Regions from separate parts of the Mus musculus genome. Here region 1 is linked to region 2. Evidence: chromatin contacts called from public promoter capture Hi-C data. All regions are on one chromosome and are shown on one strand. The core of a region is the stretch at or near the end of the contact, and the rest is flanking DNA. Distances in the headings are between cores, read along the strand shown.

Evidence for each region. Promoter capture Hi-C pulls out the DNA fragments that hold promoters and counts their contacts.
Region 1: a contact with region 2 is called in a promoter capture Hi-C map of embryonic stem cells, with 3 times the contacts expected there. The contact joins the enhancer-like site here to the promoter of Thsd7b in region 2. A contact is called at or near these places in 4 of 39 promoter capture datasets (embryonic stem cells, liver and maxillary cranial neural crest) and 1 of 9 other capture datasets (embryonic stem cells).

What each region holds. Positions count from the first base shown.
Region 1 is chr1:130,245,023-130,251,453 of GRCm38.p6, reverse strand. No RefSeq gene overlaps it. Among named protein-coding and RNA genes, the nearest start is that of Gm41951, 54 kb to the left of the region's middle. Within about 2 kb of position 4,318, at least 7 of the 459 cell types and tissues checked have an H3K27ac peak or open chromatin away from gene starts, as enhancers often do. A contact at or near this core is called in embryonic stem cells, where this site is marked.
Region 2 is chr1:129,269,877-129,276,346 of GRCm38.p6, reverse strand. Thsd7b (thrombospondin, type I, domain containing 7B) reads right to left here and starts at 3,043. Exons shown (of 28, transcript NM_172485.3): 1 at 2,747-3,043.

The DNA of each region.
Region 1 (6,431 bases), core at 3,069-5,568, 970 kb before region 2:
TTGTTTTTTCCTTTGCATCCGGAAAATTGTAAAGAGTTTGCTTCTAGTGAGCTTGTAATCACTGGAAAATTTTGCCGCTGGGTACAGCTAATATAGCTTTACCTCATGTAAGAAAAATTCTTAGTGTCTCTGCTTCAATACAAGAAGATAAGAGTTTGAATCTTTCAGTGTATATTGCTTCCTAAGAGGAAAGTATTTTATTAGCTAATGCCTCTTAAGGGAAGTTTACTTTAAATCTTTGCTCTCACACAATGAGCTTTTTAGTTCTATGGAGTAGCTGTTGCTTTAGAAGATTCAGAGGCAATATCTTTTGAATACTTAGGGTTTTAGTTATACTATAAAATTGTGGTACAGAAAATCTAAGAACAAAAAATTGATTTGCTTCAAAATTTTATTTTCAAAAGCTTCCAGGAGATGTTAATTGGCTAAGACCTCACCTTAAACTCACCACAGGAGAAATTAAGCTTTTGTTAGGTGCTATTAAGTGAGACACAAATTAACTGGCAAAGAACAAAAGGCTTTGCAGAAAATAAAGCTTTTATAATTGTTATCAATTATAATCAATGGTAATTAAATATTAGCTGCCTATTTTAGTTATTGGTTGTTAAATGTGCCCACAGCAATTCTTTGGCAAGAGAAAACATTATTGTAAAATCATCTTTCTTCTCCTCCTGACTGACCGTTGGCCCACGTGGAGCAGGCCAGCTGCTGGCTGCTGCGGGACAGGGCTGTGGGGTATGCAGTTTTCCCTGAGCGGTGGTGGTGTGGGAGGCTGCCAAAAAGCGGGCGCCTTTGTAGAGAACTTGCCCCCATTAGCATCTGCCTGTCCCCGCTGGGGGAGGGGGTGTATGCATTTTTCTTCTGCCGCCCTTGCTTGGGCTTCCTGGCCTACAACAGATTGGGCCACTTCAGCCTTTCGGCCTGGGAGGAGGGCCAGAGGTGGGTGCGGGTGAGGCCGAGGTGGCGTTCACCTCAAAATACAGTTTTAACACCCTATTAAGGCTGCAGTGGTGCTAATAAAGAATTGTAAGATAAATTTGTATATTTTAGAAAACCTATAACAAAAATTGTGTCTTAAGAACCTGACAAAGTGTCTGTTCCTTGTTTAAAACAGCAATTAAATTGGTTATTATAGAATATTGATATTTAATCTATTGCATACCATCATTTTAAATAAAATTGACAATCATTACCCCAAAGATAAGTTAAAAAATTGTTCTTATGCACGCTTCTGTATCTTTTATAAATTCATGCATGCATGCATCCCAATTACTGTGTTTAAAAACAGCCCTCTTATGGGAGAAAAGTCTATGTGAATTGGATCACACGCTTATACTTTTGAGTTTCTCCCTGCTTCAACACAGATTATTAAATTGTGTGCTGTAGATGGTGTTTTAAAATGTTGAATAATCAAGCTTTAATTTGTATCTTTATTAATATGTATATCTCAGAGCTTACAATTGCTTAAAATTGTTCATCCCTCAGATGCTATTCATTCTCAAGTTTGCAATTGCTTATGCAACTCATAAGAAAAAATGCTGTTCCTTTAAGAAGACTGTTTTTGGATATTTAAGAATTTGTCCTGGGTTGCCTGGAAAAGACCCCCAGGATTTGCTTTTGTGTTATAGAGATTTACAAAAAGCTTTAGCTGATAAAGGATTACTGATAGCTCCTGAAAAGATAAAAACTCAGGATCCTCATAGTTATTTGGGTTCTAGACTTTCTAATCAAGCTGTTTTTCCCCAGAAGATAGTTATTCACAGAGACAACTTAAGGACTTTGAATGATTTTCAAAAATTGTTAGGTAATATTAATTGGCTTTGCTCCTATTTAAAGCTTACTACAGGGGAGTTGAAACCTTTATTTGATATTCTTAAAGGGAGTTCTGATCCTACCCGCCCTAGATCTTTAGCCTCAGAAGGATTGCTGGCCTTACAACAAGTGGAAAAAGCTATTGAAGAACAATTTGTCACTTATATAGATTACTCTTTGCCTTTACATCTGTTAATTTTTAATATAATTCATATGCCTACAGGATTGTTATGGCAAAAGTCTCTTCTAATGTGGATACATTCGAGGATTTCTCCTAAACGTAATATCTTGCCATATTATGAAGCAGTAGCTCAGATGATTATCATTGGAAGGAAGCAGGCACTAACTTATTTTGGCAAAGAGCCAAATATTATTGTTCAGACTTACAGTATAGGTCAAGACACTTGACTGAAACAGCACAGTACAGATTGGTTGTTTGCTCAAATAGGGTTTAAAGGAACTATAGACAGCCACTACCCTCAAGATAGGTTGATAAAAATTTTCAAATGTATATGAGGTAATATTTCCTAGTATGACCTCTTTAGAACCCTTACACAATGCTGTTTTGGTGTTTACTGATAGCTCCTCTAAAGGGCGAGCTGGATATCTTATAAATAATCAACAGGTAATCATAAAGACTCTGGCCTCTCAGCTCAATTAGCAGAATTAACAGCAGTATTGAATGTCTTTCAGTCTGTGAATGATGCTTTTAACATTTTTACTGATAGTTTATATGTTGCACAATCGGTACCCTTATTGGAGACTTGTGGTATGTTTAACTTTAATATGCCAGCTAGATCCTTGTTTTTACAATTGCAAAACATCATTCTTGCCCCAAAACACCTGTTCTATATTGGCCACATACGATCTCATTCTGGTCTTCCTGGACCTTTAGCTGAAGGCAATGATAGCATCTACAGAGCTCTAATAGGAGAAGCCTTAATTTCAGATCCTGTTGCTTTGGCCAAGCATGATCATGAAAAATTTCATCTCTCTAGCCATACCTTAAGGTTCCGACATAAGATCACTAAGGAGCAGGCAAGAATGATTGTAAAACAATGTCCTAAAAGTATTACATTATTTCCAGTGCTACATTTAAGAGTTAATCCACTAGGTCTTATGCCTAATCATATTTGGCAAATGGATGTAACTCATTATGCAGAATTTGGAAAATTAAAATATATACATGTTTGTATTGACACTTGTTCAGGATTTCTTTTTGCTTCTCTGCATATAGGAGAGGCCTCTGAAAATGTAATTGATCATTGCCTACAAGCCTTTAATGCCATGGGATTGCCTAAACTTATTAAAACAGATAATGGGCCATCCTATTCTAGCAAAAATTTTACTTCATTTTGTAAAGAATTTGGTATCAAACATAAAACTGGAATTCCTTATAACCCCATGGGACAAGGAATAGTTGAACGTGCTCATCGCACTTTTAAAAATTGGCTATATAATCTCGTTCTTTATAGATTAAAAACAGTAATGGTTTAAGATAATATTTTGGTATTTTTTGAAGAATGTGCATGTCAAATTGTAAAAAATTTGCTCTTGGTGTCCTCAGTTCCTATCTGTTTCCACATAATGGTGTTAATTCTTGAGGACCTATATTTAATCAATTGCTGCAAATGAATGCTCTTATTTCTGATTAATAAATAAATAAATTATGCACATGTGACTATTAATAACTTTTCAAGCTTTCTAGTTATACCTGCTCTTCAAGAGAAACAATTGAAAGTGTAATTAGTCACTGCCCTTGTTATATTAAAACTGATTATAACAGTCAAGTATTTGAGATGTTTTGTCAACAATTTAATAATTTTCAAAAACAGGGTATTGTGGAACTTTAAAAACTCTTCTTCTTAAAAAACAAAGAAAGGGGGAAATTATATCTCCGTGCACATTATTTAATATATCCCCATGCACATGATTTAAATCATACTTTGATTTTAAGAATTTTGAAATTTGATGTCAAAGAACTTAATAAATGCCTCATAGTATCTTAAAACCAGACATAATCATGTCTAGGTGAGATAAAAAGGATATACTTATTGGCATATGGCTTGATCCTGAACAGATACCTTATTGGGAAAGGGAAAAGCATAGGTTCTCTTCACAGAACGCTGCAGAAGCATGACTGCTAATTCGTGTGACAAGCTGACAGGTGAGTTCGCTGAGTGCCCTAACTGTAGTGACAAGAAAGCTAAATTGGGTATATGTTTTTGACTCACCTTTGCTTGCCATTTTCCCAATTTGGACAAGCTAAGCTACCTTGCTTCAAGCTTTTTAAACCTTATGAGACATAGAACGCTAGAGACCGTGTAATCTCACTTAGAAAGATTAGTCACAAGAAAGACTTATAGTGATTCTTCTCCTTCCCTCATTGTGACTGAAAGTATAACAAAGTACAAACAGAATTCTAGGCCTTTAGGCCCAGGCTTGGGAATGTGGCCTTTGCAAAGGTATGCTAATCATAAAACAGATAGCGACATTCCTCTACCCACCGGCTTCCTGGGTTCAAAGAGTGCTCATTCAAAGAATGTCACCCTGAGCATTGCCAGAACCCGCTATGCAAATGTGCTTTTGTTAGGGGCTCTTAGAAACTGTTTTGAGAAATAACCCTCACAATTACCAGGTATTCCTCATGACTCTTGTAACTTTGCACTTCCTTGTGACTCTTAACTGGTATCTTTGGTATCTTCCAACAACACCCTCCCCACTTCCTTGAGTTGTGGTTTCTTCCTTTAAATACCCCCTTACCCAGCTACTCGGGGCGCCACAGTCCTCTACCCCTGCGTGGTGTATGACCGTGGGCCCGAGAGCGCTCTTGAATAAAAATCCTCTTGCAGTTTGCAACAAGACCGTTTCTTGTGGGTGATTTTGGGGTGTCACCTCTCCTGAGTCAGAACGTGGGGGAGTCCTCACGTTGTGGGTCTTTCATGACCAGTTATTCTTACTCAGTCTTGGACTGGTCTAGTAATAATTCCAGTATTAGAGATTCCTAGGGAAGATAGCTAAAATCTTAATTACCTAGAAAACTTAATTTGGAGCACAGCCTCCACTCCCAGAGAAGCTGCAGCCTTTCTGCAATTCTCAAAGCCACCTACCCCACATCCGGAGCTCTAAGTCTAAGCTTGATTGTTGTTAATTTGCAATTGAATGGAGTACCTGAACTTCCCCAAAGAAGCTTTTGTACTGTTGCTTTTCACTGTCTCGACTTTGTTTTTCAAGCAGGTCAGTCATGCCCTTCAGCCTGACTGTAGCAGGTGTGCAGCCCCCATCAGCGCAGGTGGCAGTTATTAATCTTCATGAGGAAGAATTCAAAGTACGTATTGTGGCTTTGGTCTGAATTGGGAATAAGGTATGCTAATGAGGGCCGGACAGTCAAAGACAGGCACCCAGATCTCAGAACCATACCAATCTAAGACAGAGGTATACGCCAAAAGGCCGTGGCTGTTGATAACACCCCACAGAGCCATGTTTTGTGTGAAATATAACACCAACAAGCTGCACGTAGCCTCCAAGACAGAATTGGATGGTTCGGGAAGATCTAAGATTTCCCGAACAGGCAGGAAACTAAGACAGGCACAGCCACCAGCCACCATAACTCCCAGGCAGGACTATAAAGCATAAATAAATTTCATGCCTCAGTCCAGCTTTTTTTTTTAATATTAATAACAGGGGGGACATTGTAACCTCCCCCAGCCTGAAGCAGGCTAAGTCAGACCTTGACCTTGCTGCCACTAAGTAGATTACCTAGGGTGGAGCCTTCCTCCCTAGATCACTCTATTGTTCAGCCACTGCTGCTGTTCTTCCTGCTGAGAGGCCCCTGAGCTATTCCAGAGACTACACCCTATCCTGCATGGCATCATCTGCAGCTGGTTCCAGGTTCCAAGGATGAATTGGCAGAAATGTCCCCCTCCCCCCCTTTATAAGCACATTTGCCAGTAAACATTTGAGCTTTGATCAGGAATCTTGACTTAGTTCCATTTTTCTCTCGACCACCTAGTTCCCCTCTCTTTTCATCCCTGGCTTGCCTCCCAAGTGTACCCCGTTTCTTGTGAGCTGCAGGTCGGCTTCCAACAGATGTATTGTTGTAGGGGCTCCTAAAGATTTATTGTTATAGCCATAGATTAGCATGTCTTTTAAACCTCATCAGAAAAGCTTCTATTTATATTGAGTTTTGATTAACGCATGAAACAAAGCCTTAAGAGGGACACTCATAGCACAATCCCAACTCCTATGGCTCAGTGGTCAGTGCAGAAGAGGGGGTAGAAAGATTGTGAAAAGCAGAGGAGACAGCAGACAACAAGGATGCAGCATATTCCAGACATAGCAGTTACACATAGGAACTCCCAGCAGTTGAGACAACTTGCACAAGACTCACGCAAACTCAAGCCAGATAAAACCCCAGCATGGAGAGAAGAGGTAGGCGTGAAGTCCCATCCCACATAAGGAGTTATTAGCAATTGACAGGGACAGGTTGAGTCAGTTTTCTTTAAGGGTTGGGTTCCTGGTGAGTTAATCATGCTCCATTGGAAGACCATACACCCAAAAGTATATAGGAAGCACCAAGTGTACTTGATCTGTTTTTAAAGCAAGGGCACAAAGTTGGG
Region 2 (6,470 bases), core at 1,794-4,293:
AGCCTTTCAATCAAAGTTATTACGTTAAAGCCTGATCTTGACAAAGGTGTACAGAACATCAAGATTGCAGTTTGGGCAAGATGGCTTTTTATCTATAAAAGAATTGGATTACTCTAGCTGCAACTTCTGAAGTACAATTAAAAGGGGTTGGCAGACTGAAAATGGTTCAGACACTCCTCTCCCATTAACTTCCATCCTCGCTTTTCATTCTGTCTGTTTAGTCAGTGACTTAAAGACAAACTTCATTTTTACAGATACAATAAAAAAAATATTCCTTCAGAAATAAGACTCACAGCAAGTAGACAAAGTTCTCAATGGTCTTTGTAAAGAAGAACATCCTAAGTATCATTTCCCTTCCACCCCTTCTCTTCCCCTTGAAAGGCAAGCTCAGTAGAGCGCAGAATAGTACATTCAGTCACCAACTTAACCAATGCCAATCTCCAAATCAGCAGTCTGTGTTTGCATGCTCTTTATGATTGTTTCCTATGTGTCTAGCCTTTCAAGTTTCTAACAAGCAACAACTTGGATGAAAAATAAATGAAGAAGGATGAAGAAATACTGCAAAGAACATTTTTGAAATATCAATTTAAATACTGAGGAAAATATTGAGTGAAGCCATTGTATTTTAAACCCCACAATAGACCTAAGTGGTCCATGTCCATAGACAGCACTCTCCAGGATGTCTCCAAGCCCTTGGGGCATCTTCAGAACCCTGAAAGGTCTTCAGGTACACAGAGCTTCTGGTTCCTGTCTATGAGAACAGGTAAGACTTCTCCACGTCCTCTAAAGCAACATGACTCTCACAATTCTTAAGACGCATATGGATAAGTTGCCATAGTCCAGAAAAATCATCTTTTCCATCCTTTTTCACTTAAATTTGCATGAACAGGAGTTTCCAATCCTTGGCTTCTAGCAAGTACACAATAACCAGGGAAAGTAGAAGCCAAGCTGGAGGATTCCACTCCCTCCTGCTGATCCTGTGCCCCTAAGACAACGGAACTTGCCAGGTTAAGTTTTCAAAGACCTAGTTAGAAATGGCACTGAGGTTTAAAAACAGGAGAGCATCAAAGGAAAGCCTCAAGATTGAAACTTTCTATATAACCCTCAACCCACAAAGTCGAAAGCGCACACTCACCACTGAACAGGACTTCGTGATTTGGTTAGTGGTATCCTTAAGTGGCTCTTGGGAAGCCTTAACTGAATTAGAAGGAGGGGGTTTCCCTGTAGATCAGCTCCTCCCAGTTACCCAACAACCCCAGATTGTCTTCTGAAATGCCAGAGGGAATAAGATCTCTCTGACATCCAAAGATAGCCTGGAAAAAGGAAACTCCAGAAACACAATCCACAGGCACACACACACACACACACACACACACACACACACCCCACAGGTTGGTTGGCATGACCCCTGCCTGCACGGATTACCCATCTGCTAATAAACCTCACAGATGTGTTGAGAAAACATCAGGCAGGTGCTTTCCACCTGATCACCACATACAAGAATACTTGAAGGAGGGCAGTAGCCCATTGCCAACAGATCACCCCAACATTAAAAGGAGCACCAGGCTCCCTGGCGCTTTCTACAGAGTGAACCAAAGTCTTCTGATATCATTGGACTCCACTCACTGGGCAGAATCGAATCGCAGGAGCTCTTAAAGGATGCTCATTCTTTAAGAATTTTCAAAAGAAAAAAGTACCATTAAATACCATTCCTTCCTCTACAAGTGTGTGTGTGTGTGTGTGTGTGTGTGTGTGTGTGTGTGTGTGTGTAAGAAATACAGCCAGGGAATGCTTATTGCCCTCATCCTCAACTACACACACACACACACACACACACACACACACACAGAGAGAGAGAGAGAGAGAGAGAGAGAGAGAGAGAGAGAGAGAGAGAGAGGCACACTCCAAGCTTTCCAACTTCAAGACTCAATGTACTAGGACGCCTAGAGCTGAGGTTTCATTTCCCTTTTCAAATAACTTTAATAGTGTATAGAACATGCAAGATGCAAAGTGGGAGCGGTAGGAGAAAGCATGCTCCTTCTCCTTGCTTCCCACTCTCACATGCTGGACCCATTTTTTTCTCTCAAAAAAGCAATGTGGTATCATGTCCAACCTGTGGGCTCCCCTGTCCCCCAGGACACCCCTTGCCCCCTTGAGAACCATGGGCATGTAAACTGTTGCTGTGGCCTCCTGTCACTTCAGGGAGAAATCGGAGGACTCCGCAAAACTTCTTGGCTTGCTCCGGTATCCTCTCGGGTCCCTGAGCACCCATGCGTGGATTTCACCTTCCGGGCTACCCAAAGGGGACCCTTCACTCGACCAGTTTGAAAAACCTACAGAACTCCCGGTGCTGGGATCTGAAAGCTTTAAGGTTCCACGTACAGGATGGGGACCCACCGGTTCCTTTCATAGGTTCCCCACAAAGCAAGCTAGAACCCACCCCATGTGTGTTCAGTCCAATTGCCTGAGACCTATGCCCAAGTCGCGGGGTGTCCCTGCCTGCCCTCCGGATTAGAGGATCCAAGCATTCTACACCCCAGCAGCCAATCATTCCCGCAGCCCAGAGCCAAAGGCTCCGGTTCCAAGTTCCGCGACTAGCTGGAAGAAGGGACGAGGGAAGGTGCCTGGCTATGAAAGTCTGTGCGGGAGGCGCCCCCATTCGGGGCAGCTCTCTCTCCATCCGGCCAGCCAAGGGGACCCGCGGCATCAGTCCATGCCAGCTGGGGCACAGCGCGACCGCACTCACCAGCCTCGCCCGAGCCGCAGCTGCAGCTTCTGGGAGCCGACGAGCCCCGAGCTTTCCCAGTGAAGATGGTGGTATGTGTCGGGAGACCACCCATTCCAGCGTCTGGCAACCCGGCTGCGACTCTGGCTGCTCAGCACTGAAGCAGGAGGAAGAGGAGGACGAGGAGGAGGAGGAAGAAACGGCGCAGTCGGACGCCATCTGCTGTACACCTCTGCGCATCCATTGGCTGCCTGGTGCGTCCCCGGGAGCCGCGGGGCGCCGGGCCGCGGGGAGCCACCTTGCGCCTAGCCTCCCACAGCAGCTGCTCCGGTGCCCCTCCCTCATGCCTTCCCCTCCTCCCTCATCTCTCCTCCTGGCCCTCCTCCCCTTCTCTGGGTTAGTGCACCCTTCAGACCCCAGGACTCGCCAAACCAGCTCCCCTGGGTGAGCAGCCTGAGGTGCAACTGGCCTCAACCCCCTTGGCTCCTCTGCACCCCTCAAAGCCGACTGTTTTCCCAACTCTAATGCAGGAGTGCAGGTGCTGGCTAAGTGAGGGAGACTCCCCAGCTGGGCTGAGCACCTGGTGCCTAACCACTCTGAGCCTGGGGTAGGCACAAGGGGAAGTCCCAGGGAAGCTGGGGTGGGGTTGATCTTGGCACACTTGCCTGCAGGCACTTACTGAGCCATTCCTCAAGCTTCCCCAAGCCTCAGAGTTCCTCCTGATGATAACTGAAAAGGATAAAGATCCCAATGGTGTGTGTAGGAGAGGCACACTAGGGGTGCCTCCAGAGAACCACCGGGGTACTAATGTAGGCATAGCCCTGTTATGAGACGCCCAGAGTCTGTCACTGCAAGTCAATCAGATACCTGGGAAAAGCCAGAATCCTTTGGATCCTTTGGTTTAAAGCATCCTTGGTCCTAGAGCTAGTGAGGTGTGGGAAGTTTGCCTCCTAGGTAGGGATGTCAGAGGCAGCTAGTAGCCTGAGAGTCCTAGCCCACCCAGGTAAGGTAGGCAGAGATGCAGGCCAGATCTCTCTCAGGCAGGCGAGGAAGGAGCTGGAGTTCTGGAGGTCCTTTGCCTACTCTGACACTTGTTCCAAACCCTCCTGGTTTCTGACAGCTTTGATCCAGAGAACTTCTTAAGCTTGTTCAGAGAGATGAGGTTGCTTCAAAAGGAAGGAAGGGAGGTAAGGGGAGTAATGACTATCTATTGCCAGTTACTGGGAATTTTGCTTGTCTTGGTTCTTTAAAAGTGGGAGCACAGAGACAGCAAGGAATGTATCCTTATTTTATTCGGCGCCTGGCACACCATGGGTGTCTAAAAGAAGCAAAAATAATAACGATAAAATTAAAGCTTGATGTCATAGCACAAATTAAACAGCAGAGTAGCTAGGATCTGCCACAGAGGGACAAACAAATCAAAAGGATATAAATGCCACTGTAAGTGGAAAGGTGAATATTTTGGTGGGGAGCTTGCTGTGGGACAGGTTCTGAGAGTGGGAAGCATTAGCCCTTGAACCCAGTAATCACTATTGTCCTAGGGAGTTCTGTGCTCACATTCAGGGTTATGCCTCTCTTTAGATCATTGTCTTAAAAATGCATCAGCTGTCATCCAGATCTCACAGTATCTCCCAAAATTCAAGACCACATGATCTGTTACCCCAAGTAGAAAAGGGTCCATTATATTTTATTGTGATAGATATAGATATAGATATAGATATAGATATAGATATAGATATAGATACAGATATATAGATCAATAGGCAATGGGTTTCATTTAAGTAACTTGAGAAACAGCAGCCAGAGAAAAGAACATTTCTGCTTTCCTGAAGTGCTCCACCAGGACTTCCCAGGTTTCAAGCTTCCCAGAATAGATGCTGCGTCTCCAGAACCCATCCCAGGCTCACACACTCTGATTACAAAGCTTGGCTTTGCAACCTTTCTTCAGCGGGCCATCAAAGGTGACTTCAGAATATGTTGCTCACAGATACCTTGGTACTTACCTCCCACACCCCTCCAGAGGCATATATTTTTCTTAAGGTTGGTGATTCGAATCTGCATTCTCAATTTAATAAGAAGCGCATCCTCACTAATCCCATACAGTACCTCAGCAATCATTTATGATGCTCATGAGAATATTTGGATTTCTTTTAAAATGCAGCTTTCCCCCCTCTGTCATTCTGGGTCTCCTGGTGTTCAGAACTATAAGTATAGATAATACTCATACCCCAGTTATGTACTGTGCATTGGGTTTCTTTCTTTATGGTGGCATATTTGTGTGTGTGTGTGTGTGTGTGTGTGTGTGTGTGTGTGTGTGTGTGTGTGTGTGTGTGCATATAGGTGTTCATATACATGTATGTGTATGAGCATCAGAGGTCAACATTGGGTTCCTCTGCCAATCTCAACCTTATGCTTATGATGCAAGCACTTTTTTGCCTGGACCATATTCCTAGCTCCTACATTTGGGTTCCTTAAAAGAAAAGAACAATTCAGAAGAATGAAGTCCAAATGAGTTCTAAATACAAAGAGCCATAAGTATTAAGCATCACTACGTCTCTCTCAGGTTAGCTGGAAGACAGTGACTCCCCTTTAAGGCATTGTGCTGACCATAGTATTTCAGGAAAGTCACAGGGTAAGATGACAGACTTTTACCTTACATTATTGTATAATAATGCATAAATCTACCAGAAGGAAAATGCAAACCAAAAATTCATTCTAACCTCGTCTTTCTGCTGCTAGCCTCAAACCTCTGGCTTATGTTCAAATGGAATTTGCTAAAATACCGACTTCTTCCTAACATCATGAGTGTTGGTCCTTAGAAAAGCACTGGCAAAAAAAAAAAAAAAAAAAAAAAAAAAAGTCTGCATTAGATGAGGAACATTTAAAGGACAGCCTAGACAGGAAGATAGGCAAGAAAGACTGCTAGACAGGTACAGAAATTGTACCAGGGAAAGCGTTTGGAAGAACATAGCCTTGAGAGTAGGTGGCATCATTATCTGTGAGGAACGGATCAATAGGGGTGGAAAATAAGCTGGAGGTTAGAAATTCCCATAACCCTCATACACAGATGGCAAGGGCGCCAGTCAACCCTTCTAACAAGTGCAGAGGAAACAGTAGAACAATAGAAGGGGGAGGCTGGAGGCCTGTTGGGATTCATTCCCCAGGGCAAGCCAAAGCTGGCTAGCACTAGGAGGAAAGTAACCCTTGCTCTCCAGGCACCACTGGAGTTTAAAGGTACATTTTGTTGTTGTCCAGTATGTTTGCCACCACTGCTATTTCTGAACACCAAGTTTTCCATACAGTATAACAAGCTTGGGTGAGAAAATATCATGTAAACAAAACAAACAAATAGCGACAATAACAAGAGATAAAGAAGGCATGCTGAGATGGAAGCCCAATTTAAAACAAGAGTGAGAAACGCAAGTGCTAGCATCCCAGGCTTGCCACCCAGGAAGTCCCTGCTTCTGCTCTGTCTGCAATGCCCATGTGCAAGGAAGCAGGGAGTTCAGCCCAACACTCAGCCACTTTGAGGGAGCAGAGCAGGAGGAGTAGGGAAATAGGAAAAGGGACTGTGATTGTCTCATTTACACAATTCATTCGGTCCAATTCCAGGTTGGCTGAGATCCTGTGGCAAAACTGAACATTTTTTTTTCCTGCCAAAAAAGAGCATTTAGTGTTGGCATAGATGTGCAAGCCTTGACTTTGGTCCAGTAATTTGATTTTGATATGTCAACATCTTAAAATA